2 separate regions of the Columba livia genome follow, and region 2 is linked to region 1. The links are chromatin contacts, called in public Hi-C maps. All regions are on one chromosome and are shown on one strand. Each heading gives the region's core, a stretch centred on a gene start, on an enhancer-like site or on the middle of the called end of the contact. The rest is flanking DNA. Distances are from core to core; before and after follow the strand shown.

Region 1 (7,608 bases), core at 2,950-5,449:
GGAATGTGGGCTTTAATAATATATAAACAATTCCTAAAAGATGTAAAGGAGAGCTTAGTGCAACTTGAATGTAGATGGATATTTTAAAAGAAATTCATGTTATTTGCTAAGCATTTACTAAATTGCTTTCAATTATATAGGTATGTTCATGCCCAGAGAGCAAGTCCAGTTGATATGATTTCTACAATCGGAAAAAACCTAGCAAATCAACTCATTATACCATTAAAGGTTTCTAAAAAGCAAAACAAAAAACCACGCAGAGCAATTTTTTAGGGAGGTGATGACAGAGAGAAGAAAATCAAGTATTGTGATGGTATTAATGTTGGAAAGGTAAGGAAAGAGAAAATGGGGCAACTACCCATGAATACAGCTCTTAACTTTAGTTGTGTAACAGAACAAATAAACAGAACAATAACCACCACTTAGAAGTCAATACAAGCCTCATTTGTTTATAAAGGTCTTTCCAGATAAATTCACAATACCTCTTCACATTTCTTCTCCATTATCCTTCTCCTGTCATGACACAGGGAGAGTGCTACAGCATCCCGCTATGCAGAGAAAGCAGAAGAGCAGATTCAGATGCAGCCGTAACCAGAAGACACAGCAGTGGCAGTAACAGGCAAATTAAAGTCTAATCAAAAACTTGTAAGCAATTCAGAGAAACTGGTTGTGGAAGAAAAGAGGGTTTACTGTGGCCACGGTAATCGAGTGTTTGCACTGAGTCGGGGTAACAAAAGAAAATTACTGCACTGTCAGCTATCAACCCTGTAGCTAGGAGTATTAAATTACCAGCTAGGAAAGCAACAGGTCAGTTTACGAAGTTGAGGAACAACAACAACATTTATACATCTCTTACTACCAGAAACATCTTGGACAAATAGAGCTTCTTTTGAGCTGACTGTGGAGGACAAAAAGCATGGTCAAAACTTTCAAGACTGAGCACTCCCAAGGAGCAGAGAAATTGAAAAATATAATCACCAAACCTTAGAGTAGCGGAAGCAATGAAGCTCAGCATCCTATGGAGCACTCACATGAATTTTCTGATGTCTAATAAGCTGAATGCTTGCTACATCTCTTCCCTCAGTGGGGGCATCAACTTCATCTCTCTCATCTCCCTGGTCACCAGCAGTCTTGAAGTTTGTAGTAATTTCGTCACTTTGAAATCTCTTCTATTTATATTACTTGAAATTGATCCCCAGGGGTAAAAAATTACTCTGGGGCAATGAGAGAAGCTACCAGTCAGACAGCATTATTTTTATTTTAGCTTCATCTCCTTAGGAAACCAGGTTGAAGAGAATATAGGCAGGACAGAGGGGATGAAATAACAAACAGAAATCTCAAATGGGAAGAACTTCTAAAACCAGAATTATTAAGTCAAGCACAGAAGACATTATTTCATGTGAGGAAAGCCAGATTTAGGAGCTTTTCACAAACAGATCACCATTCCTGACTTTCTAGGATTTCTGCTAAGCCACACTCTTAGGCTGCAATGAAAATCTGGATGATCCTCTTGTAAAAAGGTAAATGTCAGAATCTTAATCCATTCTAACACAGATGTTTGACTCTCCAAATACTTCTACCAGACAAGATCACTGGGGTTTATTTTTGTAATTCTCCCCTTTCACTGCTGGTGGCAATCCCATGGGTCTGAGTGGCCAGCCTGGATGCCACAGAGTAGAACAAATCAAGCCATCAACCCTAAATCTTGCGTTGTCTCACTGCCTGCAAAACTGTTTGATAGAAGAAGGTGCCTGCTAAGGAGACACTGCAGTGAATGAAGACTCTTTGGCCGCCAAGATATGGAAAAAACACAGAAATTTCACTCCCTTTTCCCCCAAAGCCAGTCAGGGGGAAGCCATGCCCAGAGAAGTGAGCAAGGTTCTAGAGCATCTTCACCTGAAACAGAAATCAATGAAGTCCAGCACAAAGCCCAGCAGGAGTTCAGAGAATGCACAGTCAGTCTCCCACTAGAGTGATCTTTAGCTGACAGAGAAAACTACACATATGATCCCTCACCAATTTTCATCCCAAGTTTTAGAAATCAAAGGAAACAGGTACATCTTGAACGGTTCATTAAAAATACTCATCACTGCACTAACAGAAAATATTGTTTTAACATAATCGATCAATAAATGGACACTGGCACTAGCACATCCAGACAAATTAAAAACATGACCTGAGTTTCTCTCTCTCTGCGTTTCATGATTTGCACTAATATTTTTTATGTTTGTCATTATTTTGAAACTCATATATATATTGTTATAGCATGTTGAAATATGCTATTTTGCTTAAGTTTGTTACTGTCATGACATGTGTAAGACAAAATAGACTGGCCTCTATTCCAACAGGGTGTATTTCAAAATCAATCTATAGTATGAACTAAACCTTCACCCTAATGGTAAAGTGATTGCTTTTACAAGTTATTTGGATATTTCTAGTGAATTTTCAATGTATATTACTTCCATATAAGTCGTTTTGTCAACACACTGTAACATTTCACAAACATCATAACACAAATGTAAATTCAGCATTTCAAAGAGAATATTAATAATTGAAAACAATACACAAAAAAACAAACAAACAGAAAAAACCCAACACTTCTTCAGTGAGGAAATGTAACAAAGTCATAGTCTTTCCTTCAAGGTCTCTGTCCTGATCAAATGTTTCATCCAAACTGCTTTTTGCTGGCTACAAAAAGTGATAAAGTTATACTGGGTAATTCAACACACTGTATATATTTTCACATACATCAATGTGCCCCCAAAGACAGTGAGGATTTTCTTAGAATAACCAAAGTCTCATTATATTTAAAAGTTCAAACTTTTAAGAATCGGGTGTATCTGTACCAACCAAACAGTATGCTGTGGCTTATTTTATCTATCGCCTCGGGAGTATTTTGAATACTTTTCTTCATTCTTCCTTCACTAAAAGCACTTGCCTGCTCTCCAGAGTCCACAAATAACTTTTTAACAAATGCAGAGGAGCATCCATCATAACTGAATCAAGAAAAATTTCTTACTGCCAACATTTTGTCGCAATCAGAAAGAAAAATTCCTGTCTTGTGAGTGATCAAAGTACAAGGACATTCCTTGCAATCACGGAAAGATCAAAGTCAATGATATATTTTAACTGATTTTCTAGGGACATCTTTTGCATCAACAAACTGCATGTTAGTTGTTCATGACCTTGTCCACGTGACTTTAATTATGGACTTCACGTACAAAGGTTATTTTTCAGAGATGTATTTTAATATAACTAGAAGTGCCATTATGTAAATAAAGCTGATATTTTTACTCTCTACTCTTCATGTTCTTACCACTGATTAGTTTGACCATACAAACATAATTTCAGAAAGGAGATGATGTAGATAAAAATTGTGCCTGAAGCACTTTTGATTACTTTTCTGCCAGAGAAAAAGTCATTTTAGTTTCCTTCCTGATGACAGGCAGCCTATTCATTACACCTATTATCAGTTTCCCTAAGCACTTCCCTAAAGGTTAATACCTAACCTTAATAAAAAGTAAACCCGGTCGGTCAATCGTAGGGAAGCATCTAGGTCAGCGAGGCACAGAGAGATGATCCGTGACTTATCCGCGGTCACGCAGAACCCCTGGGACACGGTGGGACATGGGACCTCACGTCCCCAGGAGCACCCTGAGCAGCTGCTTTCTCTCTCCTCTCCCGCAGCACCCGGGCTCCCCGTCCCTTTCCCATGGGGGTCACGGCGGTGCCCAAAGCAAACGGCCGCTGCAGGGCCCCGGGTCGCTGAGGGTGCGGAACCGGGAGGGACGCGCCCGTTACCTGGACACTCCGCCCGGCCGGGGTTCGGCCACCCGGGAACGCTCCGTTCCCTCCCACGGCCCCGCCGCCCGGCACTGCCGCCGCCACAGCCCCTACAGGGTGTCCCCTGCCGGCATCCAGACGCGACGACCGAGCCACTGGCGCCGGCCACCGCCCGGACGGCAGCGGGACCCCGCCCTGCGCCGCTCCCCCTCCGCCCGACCCCCAACTTTCCCCGCGGCCGCCGGCCCCCCGCACTTACCCGGCGCCGGAGCTGCCGCTGCCGCGGCCGGCGGGTCTCTGCCCTTGGCCCGCTCTGCGCCGGGCGCCGCTGCCGTGCCGGGAGGCGGCGGGCTGCCGTGCCCGCCCTGCGGCCGCACCGCCCCCCCGTGCGCCCGTCCCGGCACGGAGCGGAGCGGCGCGGCGCGGGGGGGCCGGCGCTGCCCCCGGAGCGCATAAAGTGGCCGCAGCGGGGCAGCCCGGGAGGTGCCCAGCCTGACCCTCGGCGCTGGCATGGGGCAGCGCTCCCCAAAATACCGGGTGTGGGGCAGCCCAGTTTGGTGCCCCCCAGCTTGCCCCTGCAGCCGGGAGAGGGGACCTGGCCGGAGAACCCCCAAACACCGTCACCAAGCGTGGAGGGACATGCCTCCCGATGGTCCCTTGCCCGCTGTGGCCCTCCCAGGGGCAAAGAGCTGTTGCTCTGATGGGGCGAAGAGAGCAGGTCCCCGTTGCCCGGTCACCCAAAAACAGCGGGGAAAAATACAGCTCTTACCTGGAGCTTGCTCATTTTAGTGTCAGTGCTTCGGGTTACACTTTTTTTTTTGGCTACAGTCCCTGAAACTGCACCAGCAAAATGACACAGGGCATCCTCCCGCTCCTGCCCGACGCAAGCAAGAATTTGTCTGACAAATTCTCGTGTGAAAACAGTGCAAAAAGTTGTCACCTGGGTGCTGCCATTTGTGACCCTTTTTGGCTGCAAGTTTTATTGTACCTGGCGGTGAGGCCGTGGTGCAGCTGCACTGCTCTGTCATGAGACTTCTGGCCTCTGGGACGTGTCTTCATGCAGGAGCTTGGGAAAAAAATGCAATCTGGGCCTGAAATCAGCAGTATTTGCATTTATCCTCTTGAAATGTTGCCCTGTGAATAATATACCAAGCTCTGTGTCTTAATTATTGTGTTTCGGTGAGAACACAAAAATTAACATCTGGCGTTTTAGAGTCTATCAAGGCACGGTCACATTCCCTCCAGCTGGATGTGTAAGGCCATATTATACCTGACTGGGTCTAAAAGTTTTTTAAAAGAACTATACATTTTTGGCATTGGGTTTTAATATAGCTTTTCCATGTTGTACCAAAAAGGACGCTCAGGTAGCTATTTTGAAATCCCTTTAAACTGTTTGGAAAATCTCACTACAGCAAATCCATATTTATCTGAGCCATTTCCATATATCCAGTCATAGCCACATGACAAGGGAACACTGTTTTTTCCGTTTATACCTGATATTCTGAAAACTGGACAGATTCAGTTAAAGATGAGAATCATTATACCCGTGTTTTTCAGTGCTTACACTACAAACTACATCAAGATTTTCTATAATGTTTATTTATGATAACAAATAAAAGGAGCACAAGGTTAAAATTTTATTTTCTTTCAAACTGAAGTTGGAATTCCTGAACCTAAAATCCCTTGGGTTTACTTTTTACATTTTTCTGGTATGACCTAGAATACTTAGGATCTATCCTCAAGACTATTTAAGCCATATTATTACAGCAATTCAATTTACAATGGGAACTTTAAAATCCTAATAACTCAGATGATGACTTAGAATTGGTTGATTACCTTGCATTTTTATTAGATCCTTCCAAATGTCCTCTTAAAGTTTAAGAGCTCTAGTCTGGAGTCATGCCAACTCCCTCTAAACTATTTTTCTTAGAATATAATTTACTGTATCTCCTTTAATTATTAATCTCTTTGTCATTTATTTTATTATTTGGGCAGATGTTTTGATTTCTCAAAAAAACCCCACCTCCTTACGACTACTGTTTTTAGCTTAATGACAAAAATTAATGGCAGATGTCTTAAATTTTGTGGGTTATAAGAAAGGTTTATTCACAAGAATGAACCAGCAGTTACTCTCCCATGAAGCTAGTATTTATACTATAGATTTACATTCAGCAGCTTATTTTTCCTGCAGAAACTGGAATTCGGCGTACTGATCACCTACAGGGCATGATTTGTGTGAGGACACATGGAAAGAAGAACACACCGAACGACCATACTTATCACCATTACTTCTATTAGTGCCAAAATACAGTCCTGGACTTAGCTTGGTCACATTGTGTTAAGGCCTTGACATGTTTGTAGCCCACCTGGATGTCAAAACCCAACCTGCGTCTTCCTTCAGGCTGATGTAGTGGTCATACTTCTGAGGTAGCAAGAGCTGCTGCTCACCTTTCCTCATGCAGCCGGTGTCTGACGTGTACAGGTGGGATTTCATGTGTGGTGTTTGGTGGGGAGCACTTCAGACACCTGTTCTGAATTAGACCTAACACGGATGTTTGCAAGAACCTCAGATGCCAATAAGTGAGATGGTTACAATAAGTGAGAAGTTCTTCTTCAGACTTGTGCAGGTTCCCACTGTGGCACTGAGAAAAATAATTTCTGCAAGCCTTTCACAAGGTACATTAGTGATGTTCAGTAGTGGAAAGCTGTTTTGAAGCAGCTGGGATTGACGTGTTTTCTGCTGTGAGTGTGCCTTGACAGAAACATGGAACATCCTACTTAGAGTCAAAAGAGGTTTTCTATTCCCTTTCTTTATTACAAACTACTATATCTTTGATTTATTTTAAATTTTCCCTTCTTGTAGCAAAACCAATGTCACTTGAAAAGCACGTTTTATATCCATAAGACTTGCTGAGAAACTTTTCATGTTGTACTTCTGTGCAGTTTATATATTTTTAGACATCTGGAGTCAGCCAAATAGAAGGTACTAAATGTTGAAAAGGGCTCTGGAGGGTGTTTGTATTTGAGGCAATCCACTTCAAAATATCCTAAAGAATAGTATCAGTTGGCACATGAACAACTCCGAACTAACAGGGAAGCATCAACCTACCTTTTGTGGAAGGAAGCCCTGCCTCCTTGCCATCTGTTGAAGGCTTCATCAAACTCCATCATATGTAAACGATCCACTCTATACGGTTGCTTTTAAATACCATTAATGCTTCTGTCAAGGTCTTTTAGGAAAGACCTATGACAAGCTTTATAAAGAAACTCAGCTATCTTGAGACTAAAAGGATGAATAACTACTTGAGGGCGCATCATGGGATATTAAAGAAAATGGTCCAGATGCAACTTCTGTCTCACAACACAAGAGGCACTGAATGAAATCCTCAGAAGGTGGGTTTGAAACAAATAAAAGGAAGTACTTGTTCCACATGGCACATTATGAAATGACACTTTGCCCACATAATCAGAGAATAATGTAGAGACAAAAATCATAAATGGGTAAAAAAATGCAAATTATGGAAGAATTATCCATCAGGTGCAATTAAACACAAAAATTCAGATTTCCAGTTCTATGTATGTGTAAGGCCTCTAATAAATGACCAAAAGGATAAGACTTATAACAGGCTACAGAACCAGAAAGCAAGTGCATCATCTGCATCTCAGCTCCCTGCAGCTTTAGCACCCGCAGTCTTTGTGCTCACCCAGGGAAAGCTCAGACTCAGAAGACATTCAGAAATCTTCTTGAGGAGAATGTTAGTCAAAAAAGATATTTCAGTAGGAACACTAGAATTTTTATTTCTTTATTTACCAGGGTTTTTTTTT
Region 2 (7,608 bases), core at 2,941-5,440, 100 kb before region 1:
TCTAAGGAAATCTGAACATCTTCACTGTGTATCAGACCTTCTTGCCCTTGCATGGCACTGGCACTGCAGTGGCACACAAGAAGGCTACAGGGACCCAGTCCCAGGGTGGATATGGTGCCCTGGCTGTCCACAGTGCCAGTGAAGCCACCCTAAATTGCTGATGAGGGGAATCTCCTGCATCTGCAAACACAATAACTCCTTCATCCTCCTGTATCTTGCTTCCACCACCCTTATGTTTCTTCTTTTTTTGATCAACGCACAACATACACAGCATGTTCAATGCTAAATGACCCAGATGGAAGAATTTCTGACTGGCCTGGAAAGCGGTGAGCTTAACTATTAACTTAAACTTTTTTTCCACTTGCCATTCTCTGACATATTTCCCTGAGAATTTACTATCATTATGAGCACTGGAGAAAAACACCCAAAAAAAGAAAGGCGGTGCACGCACTCTCCTTTAGTACTCTCTAATTTCTCTTCCTCCAAATGAATTAAATGCCCTGCTTCCCACTTCTGAATCAAATACATTGAATTTGGAGATAAAACAGCCAACAGCAATATTTCATTTTAGGAATAAAATCACAATTTTATTTTCTTAGCCACAGATGAATGGTTTCCCTACCAGATGTCGGCATTTCCAAACCGGGACATGGGAGGGCACTAAAGAGTTACACATGGATGTGAAAGCTGAAGAAATGCTTTGTCCAACATGTAAATTTGCTCTAAAATTATTTCAGGCTCATCATGTATACTTCTTGAATAAAAAAGAAGCTTTGCTACAGCCTGTTTTAGTTGATTGAAGCATTTCCTTAATCTTTGGCAAAATCTGCTGAGGCCAAGCCTTACCTTTGTGTTTTATCATCTTTCAGCCAAATAAGGAAAAATACATCGTTGTTAACTGTTTACTAAGAGAATGGTGGTCTCTGAGAGAAGTAGAGACATGGTATGTACCAGATTGTAGTATGTTTAGGCATTACTTTTATTCGTCTCTAGTTCAGTCAAATTAAATTTTAGTGTAAAAAAATACATTTCTAAGGCCCTTGCTCTAACTGAGCTAATACCATTAAAGAGCTGACATGTTTAGATAATGGATTGCAACCCTCTTTGCACTACCAAGAAATCTCCTGCAAGGTTATGTGCAAATTTGCTACACTTGGTCAGAACTTGGTTCCTTATGGGAAGCAATGATTCATCTTCATGTGCAAAGCAAGCGTGTTTTGTCAACAGAAACACACATCTATTTACATAATTAATTACCATCAAGCTCACAGTAGCCTAAGAAGCTGAGACAATTCTTCCTATTTTCTGCCTGTCAGAGTGTACTATCACAACTGAGAACATGCACTGAGGTCCTTCTTTGTAAAAGCACATTTGAATGAAGACTTTGTTTTAATTATAGCAACTTTTCTTTGAAGTAGTGGGTAATTCTGTAACCATGGTAACATTTGTAATGATGCAGGCTATATTCGGATCTCATGCATTAGTAGAAAAAAACTATTGCTGCAGAGATCAGGAAGGCTTTATGAATAGATATTCAATGGATGTACAAAGTTCCATATTTCTCTGGAAACCTTTTACACTCTTTCACACCACACAACGTGTAACAAAGATGGAGTTAACCTTGCAGTGTTGTTCAATCACAGGGTAGTTATGAGGCAATGTTATGCAGTGCCTGTTAGTTTTAGGCCACATGAGGAAAAACGATTCTAACAGAGATGGAGAGGTCTGCATGCCACTTTAAAGACCACTGGTACAGTTCTGGTCCATCATCCTGGTCAGTGCTGATCAAAAAGATGAGATAAAAGTGGCGCAGATCAGAGGAAGTCTGAAACACTTGAGCTCCTGAATGTCTTGTATGCAATGAACATTTACATACTCCATTCTTGAGCCTGATCTTGATGTACATCCAATTCTTCTCCACATTGCAGTTTTCTCTAAAAGGAGACCCGTGTGCATGGGTGTTCTGGGTTTGCCTGGAATAGAGTTAATTTTCTTCCAGTAGCTGGTACAGTGCTGTGTTTTGGATTTAGGATGAGAATAATGTTGATAGCACACGGATGTTCCAGTTGTTGCTGTGCAGTTCTTACACTAAGTCAAGGATTTTTCAACTTCTCATACTACCCTGCCAGAGAGGAGGCTGGGGGTGCACAAGAAGCTGGGAGGAGGCACAGCCAGGCTAGCTGACCCAAACAGGACAAAGGGATATTCCATACCATATGACATCATGCTCAGCATATAAAACTGGGGGAAGTTGGTTGTGGGGGCAGCAGCCCCTGCTAGGGACTAGCTGGGCATTGGTCAGTGAGTGGTGAGCAATTGCATTGTGCATCACTTGTTTTGTGTATTCTTGTATCACTATTATTATTATTATTTTCCCTTTTCTGTCCTACTAAACTGCCTTTGACTCAAACTATGAGTTTTACTTTTTTTTCTGATTCTATCCCCTGTCCCACTGTGGGGGTGGGTGAGCAAACAGTTGTGTGGTGTTTTGCTACCTGCCAGGTTAAACCTCAAGAATAGGCTAGACAAGAACCACATTAAACGGTGCTCCAGGAAGAGGTTGGCTTTTGGGATTTTTTGCTTTTCCTCTTGTCCAAGAGAAGCCTGGGAAGGAATGATTGCCCCTATAAATACAGCAGAAGGCTAAATATTGGAAACAGGAAAGGCTAATTTAACTTATTCAACAATGTTGTCACAAAAACATACAGTAAAAGAGGGATGATTAAAAAAATGTGTCTGCAAATTAGAAGAGAGTTTCTGATAGTTCTCAGAGGTGTGCAGCAAACTATCTCAATACTCAAATAAATGCTTACATTGTCACTGTCACTAGCACAACTGCATTGCAGCCAAAAGAGATGCCCTAGGGTAGATGGGGCTTCTCCTAGCCACCCAGATGACATCCTCCTTATTGACATTTTAGAAGGAATATCACGTGCCGCAGAAATGGAGCAAGGGAACAAAGTGAGGCATGGAGGAGCACATCTGCCTGGAGAGTCCTAGAAGACCTCAGACTGTGCAAAGGTGTGATGTGGCACAGTCCAGCAGCACAAGCCTTCCAAGTGCTCACTGCCCCACAACCAAGCTCTGCTCTGGTTTTCAGAGGACTACAAGGTTGCTGCGTGCCTTCACAGTACAGACAGGCAAGCCTCCTAATCCCTCACAAAACTTGTTTCTCTCCATGATCACAGTTTCCCATGACAACAGTGTTTCTCCATAGGAACACTATGCCTGGCTGCCAAGAGATGGATGTTTGTGACCGCAGAAATTTCACAGGAGCTGGACTTGCCCCCAGCAGATGGGAATGGTCCAGGTGCTCATGGTGTGCAAAGTATATATGAAGCCTTCCCTTTCCCCAGTCCATTTTTCCACTTCTGAAAGAAGCAACAACCAAGACTCATTGCAAAGAGGAAAATTAAACTTCTTTTGAATTTCAAAACAGAACAAACAAGCTATCACTTTCTCTTGAGATAACATCAGCAGCTTGCAAAAACAAGGACAAGCTGTGCGTATGTACCCATCTTGAATTGGTGGGTGGAACAGAAAACTGGAACCACAAATGGACACTCTGTGTTACAATAATGTTTTTGAAAGAGAACTGGCTGCTGTGCTACTATATTGACACAGGGTCCCCAAATCAATTGTAGGGACATCACCCTGAGAAACAGGAATGAGGGATGCACTCTGACTCCTTGGTTTTCCCAGAAGCTGTCACAGGTCCTGCGGAGGAGCGGCTCCCTGGCACGGTGGGGGACTGTGGGGTGATTCCTCACCACGCCACGCTCATCCCACTCATCCCAATTACACACCCCGCTTTTGTGCCTCCCAGCTTGTGGAGGGTCAGAGAGCCCTGTGAGTTTCGTGGTTTTGTTCCCTTCATTACCATGCAGACAATATTCAGCTGTTCTCAAGGAAGGTCTGGGATCCCTGCTCTTTTCCCAGGCTTTCTTCTTGCTCATGAAAAGAGGAAAAACAACAAGGAGCCTGTTTGGCTCTGTCTGGCCGAGCTGTGGGCTGAGGGTGATGTAACGCCGAGCCCGGCGGTGACTGGCTGCAGCCAAACTGGTCATGCTCTGTCCAGGCATGGCGCGGCCCTCGCTGCCGCCCGCCTCACACCTCGGCCCCGCCACCGCACAAAGGCTCTGAGCGGGAGCATTCAAGGGCGAACAAAGAGCCAGCCAAGCGTGAAGCTTGAGGGGATCTCCCCCTCGGCACCGAGATGGCTCCCAGCCCTCACCCCAGTGCCTGCCCAGAGCTCTCGTGCTTCCCGTCTCATCCGGGGGGCACCCGCCTGGACCCACAGAGATGATGATGATGATGGTGACTATTATCTGGTGGAACATGGGTTTGTGAAATTGGAACTGGCGAGAGAAATAAGCAGAGAAGGAAGAAAACAAAATTGGTTTTGTTTCAGAGGATAGAGGAACAGGTCTCAACTAATGTAAATCAGCACAGTCTCGTTGCCTTCAGTGGCAGATATATTAAAATAAATATCAGCATGAAAGTTGGTCCATGATGTCAGATAACTGAAGGGAGTTTAACGTTACAACTGTTCCACAGTTCCTCGTTGGAAGTTCCTCGTTAGCAAGCTAAATGCCTACTATTTAAAGAGAAACATTTATTCAGTGGGTTTTGTCATCTTTTGACATTTCATTTTGCCTAAAAATACTATTTTCAAATTAAAAAAAAAAAAAATCCTTAGTCAAAATTTGGTGACTGCTTATGATTGACTTTTCAGTTTTAATTTTGAAAATGAGTTACATTCTTATAACTATTAGATTGCCACAGAAAGACAATAGTTCTCACGCTTGTTGTGTGATCTCACCAGACACCTGATATAGAAAGGTCTTATTAAATATTTGAGGTTCCTTCACAGTAGAGGGTAGTAAACACAGGATTTGTGTTTGTTAACTAGCTTTACATTTTCAGTGTTCATTCTGCCTTCACTTAGCCCATCAAAGACTGACTCCTGGGGTGACACATCCGAACACTTTGTTGCTCACAACAGTTGCAGCCTCTTGACAGATTCAGGGGAATGAAAAGCGACGGAAATTTGCAGCTCATTTTCAGAGGGGCAAGATTCTGAAAGCATATAACCAGATTTTTCCAAGAAAATACTAGACTTTAAGTGAAAGGAGAGAAGGAGTGGAAAGGATTAAGCACTCCATGTTATCTGAAACATCTCTCACCTTAAAACTTGATTGACTTCCAAAGTACTAGTCAATTTACCTTTCAGATGCAACTTCCCAAAACATGGTGTCAATTAAACTTGCATAATAGGTGTCTGTCAGCATGCAGTTTTATCCTTTTAAATGCCTTCCAGAGTCTGGAGTTTGAAACGTGCTGTATTTAAATTCAATCTAATTAAAGGTTGGAAATTAATTCATTAATTGTTAATTATAATGGAAATAAGTGCCCAGATACTTGATCTGCATGCCTTTATACTCATTAAAACATAGAGTGAAAGTACAAATAAACAGTAAAGCCCTACTAAGTAAAGCCATGCTTATCACCCAGCAACACAGATACTCATTTAAGAAAACCTTCCCCTCAAGTTTTTCATCAGCCTTTTTAAGTGCTTCCAAATACATTTGTAATCTTATTCCTATTTCAGGCCATTTCCCAAGAGTACGCAGCTGCTGTCTGTTTCTGCAGCTCAGAGGCACAAAGTGCATGCACATGAAGTGTAATGAACATTTTCCTTCAAGAGAACAGAAGTTGCTTTCTGGGTTGTTCAGCCTAGCTGGAGAATTCCATAAGCCTGCCACTGTATGCTTTTACACAAAATGGAGCTGGGAAAATAAATATTTAGGGTTGATTTTTTATTGAAAGGAAACAAAAAAACCCCAAAACACCTAGAAAATTGGTAAGTCTTCCCCCAAACAGTTTTCTTTGCTAGTGAATTTATCTTCATCATTAGACTGTTTTATTTTCCTTAAATAACAAGCTGTGATTCTTTAATAACAAGCTGTGATTCTGTGAATTATTAAAGAATCTCAGCAAAGCAGTGGATGTGGTCTACCTTGACTAGAGCAAAGCATTTGACACAGTCCCCCACAGCATCCTTGCTGCTAAACTGAGGAAGTGTGGTCTGGATGATCGGGTAGTGAGGTGGACTGTGAACTGGCTGAAGGAAAGAAGCCAGAGAGTCATGGTCAATGCGGCAGAGTCCAGTTGGAGTCCTGTATCTAGTGGAGTGTCTCAAGGGTCGGTACTGGGACCAGTATTATTCAATATATTCATCAGCAATTTGGATGAGGGAATAGAGTGTACTATCAGCAAGTTTGCTGATGACACCAAACAGGGAGGAGTGGCTGACACGCCAGAAGGCTGTGCTGCCATCCAGCGAGACCTGGACAGGCTGGAGAGTTGGGCGGGGAAAAATTTAATGAAATATAACAAGGGCAAGTGTAGCATCTCGCATCTGGGTAAGAACAACCGCAGGTTCCAGTATAAGTTGGGGAATGACCTATTAGAGAGCAGCGTAGGGGAAAGGAACCTGGGGGTCCTGGCGGACAGCGGGATGACCATGAGCCAGCACTGTGCCCTTGTGGCCAGGAAGGCCAATGGCATCCTGGGGTGTATTACAAGGGGGATGATTAGTAGGTCAAGAGAGGTTCTCCTCCTCCTCTACTCTTCCCTGGTGTCCAGTTCTGGGCCACTCAGTTCAAGAAGGACAGGGAACTGCTGGAGAGGGTCCAGCGCAGGGCAACAAAGGTGATTAAGGGAGTGGAGTATCTGCCTTATGAGGAAAGGCTGAGGGAGCTGGGGCTCTTTAGTTTGGATAAGAGGAGACTGAGGGGTGACCTCATTAATGTTTGTATATATATAAAGGGTGAGTGTCATGAGGATGGAGCCAGACTCTTCTCGATGACAACCAATGGTAAGACAAGGGGTAATGGGTTCAAACTGCAACACAAGAGGTTCCAGTTAAATCTGAGAAGTAACTTCTTCTCGGTGAGGGTAACAGAGCACTGGAACAGGCTGCCCAGGGGGGTTGTGGAGTCTCTTTCTCTGGAGACATTCAAAACCCCCCTGGACACTATCCTGTGTAGCCTCATCTAAGTATTCCTGCTCTGGCAGGGGGATTGGACTAGATGATCTTTTGAGGTCCCTTCCAATCCCTAACATTCTGTGATTCTGTAAAGACCTCTCTTGGTATTTTTAATCTCAGGGCTTTGCTCCTCACTGCTGCTAGTTAGAAAAGACTACAACTAGAAAAAGATGTTACCTGCAACCCTATGCTGTCAGGATTCTCATTGAGATTTAGCAAGTCACAGTTCAGCTTGATTTTACCTCACTGATAGAAACTGCTTGCCAAAACCACTGCCCAGCCATTAAATACCCCAAAGCTTAACAACAGTGACTTCTTCAAGGCTTGAATCTCTAACACTGTTCTGGGGGTTATCCAAAGTAATGTATCTAATGTATGTATTCCCTCATCCCCAGTTTTTCACCAGGTCCCCTATTTACTAAGCCAATAATTCCTTGAGCTATGTTTTTTGTTGTTTTTTTTTTTTAATTAAACACTTCAAGTAACATACAAAAAATATGTTCAGAGAGGAGGAAGATGAGGCCTGTACGCTGCCACAAGGCCTTTGTTTTTATCTA

Evidence for each region. A called contact is a pair of places that touch in the nucleus more often than the background predicts.
Region 2: a Hi-C map of crop shows a contact between it and region 1, with 2.3 times the contacts expected there. The contact joins the enhancer-like site here to the promoter of PKIB in region 1. A contact is called at or near these places in 2 of 2 Hi-C or Micro-C datasets (crop and liver).

Annotation. Positions count from the first base shown.
Region 1 is chr3:54,156,056-54,163,663 of bColLiv1.pat.W.v2, reverse strand. PKIB (cAMP-dependent protein kinase inhibitor beta) reads right to left here and starts at 4,199. Exons shown (of 3, transcript XM_065056772.1): 1 at 4,043-4,199.
Region 2 is chr3:54,256,328-54,263,935 of bColLiv1.pat.W.v2, reverse strand. No RefSeq gene overlaps it. Among named protein-coding and RNA genes, the nearest start is that of SMPDL3A, 26 kb to the right of the region's middle. Within about 2 kb of position 4,190, at least 1 of the 3 cell types and tissues checked has an H3K27ac peak away from gene starts, as active enhancers do.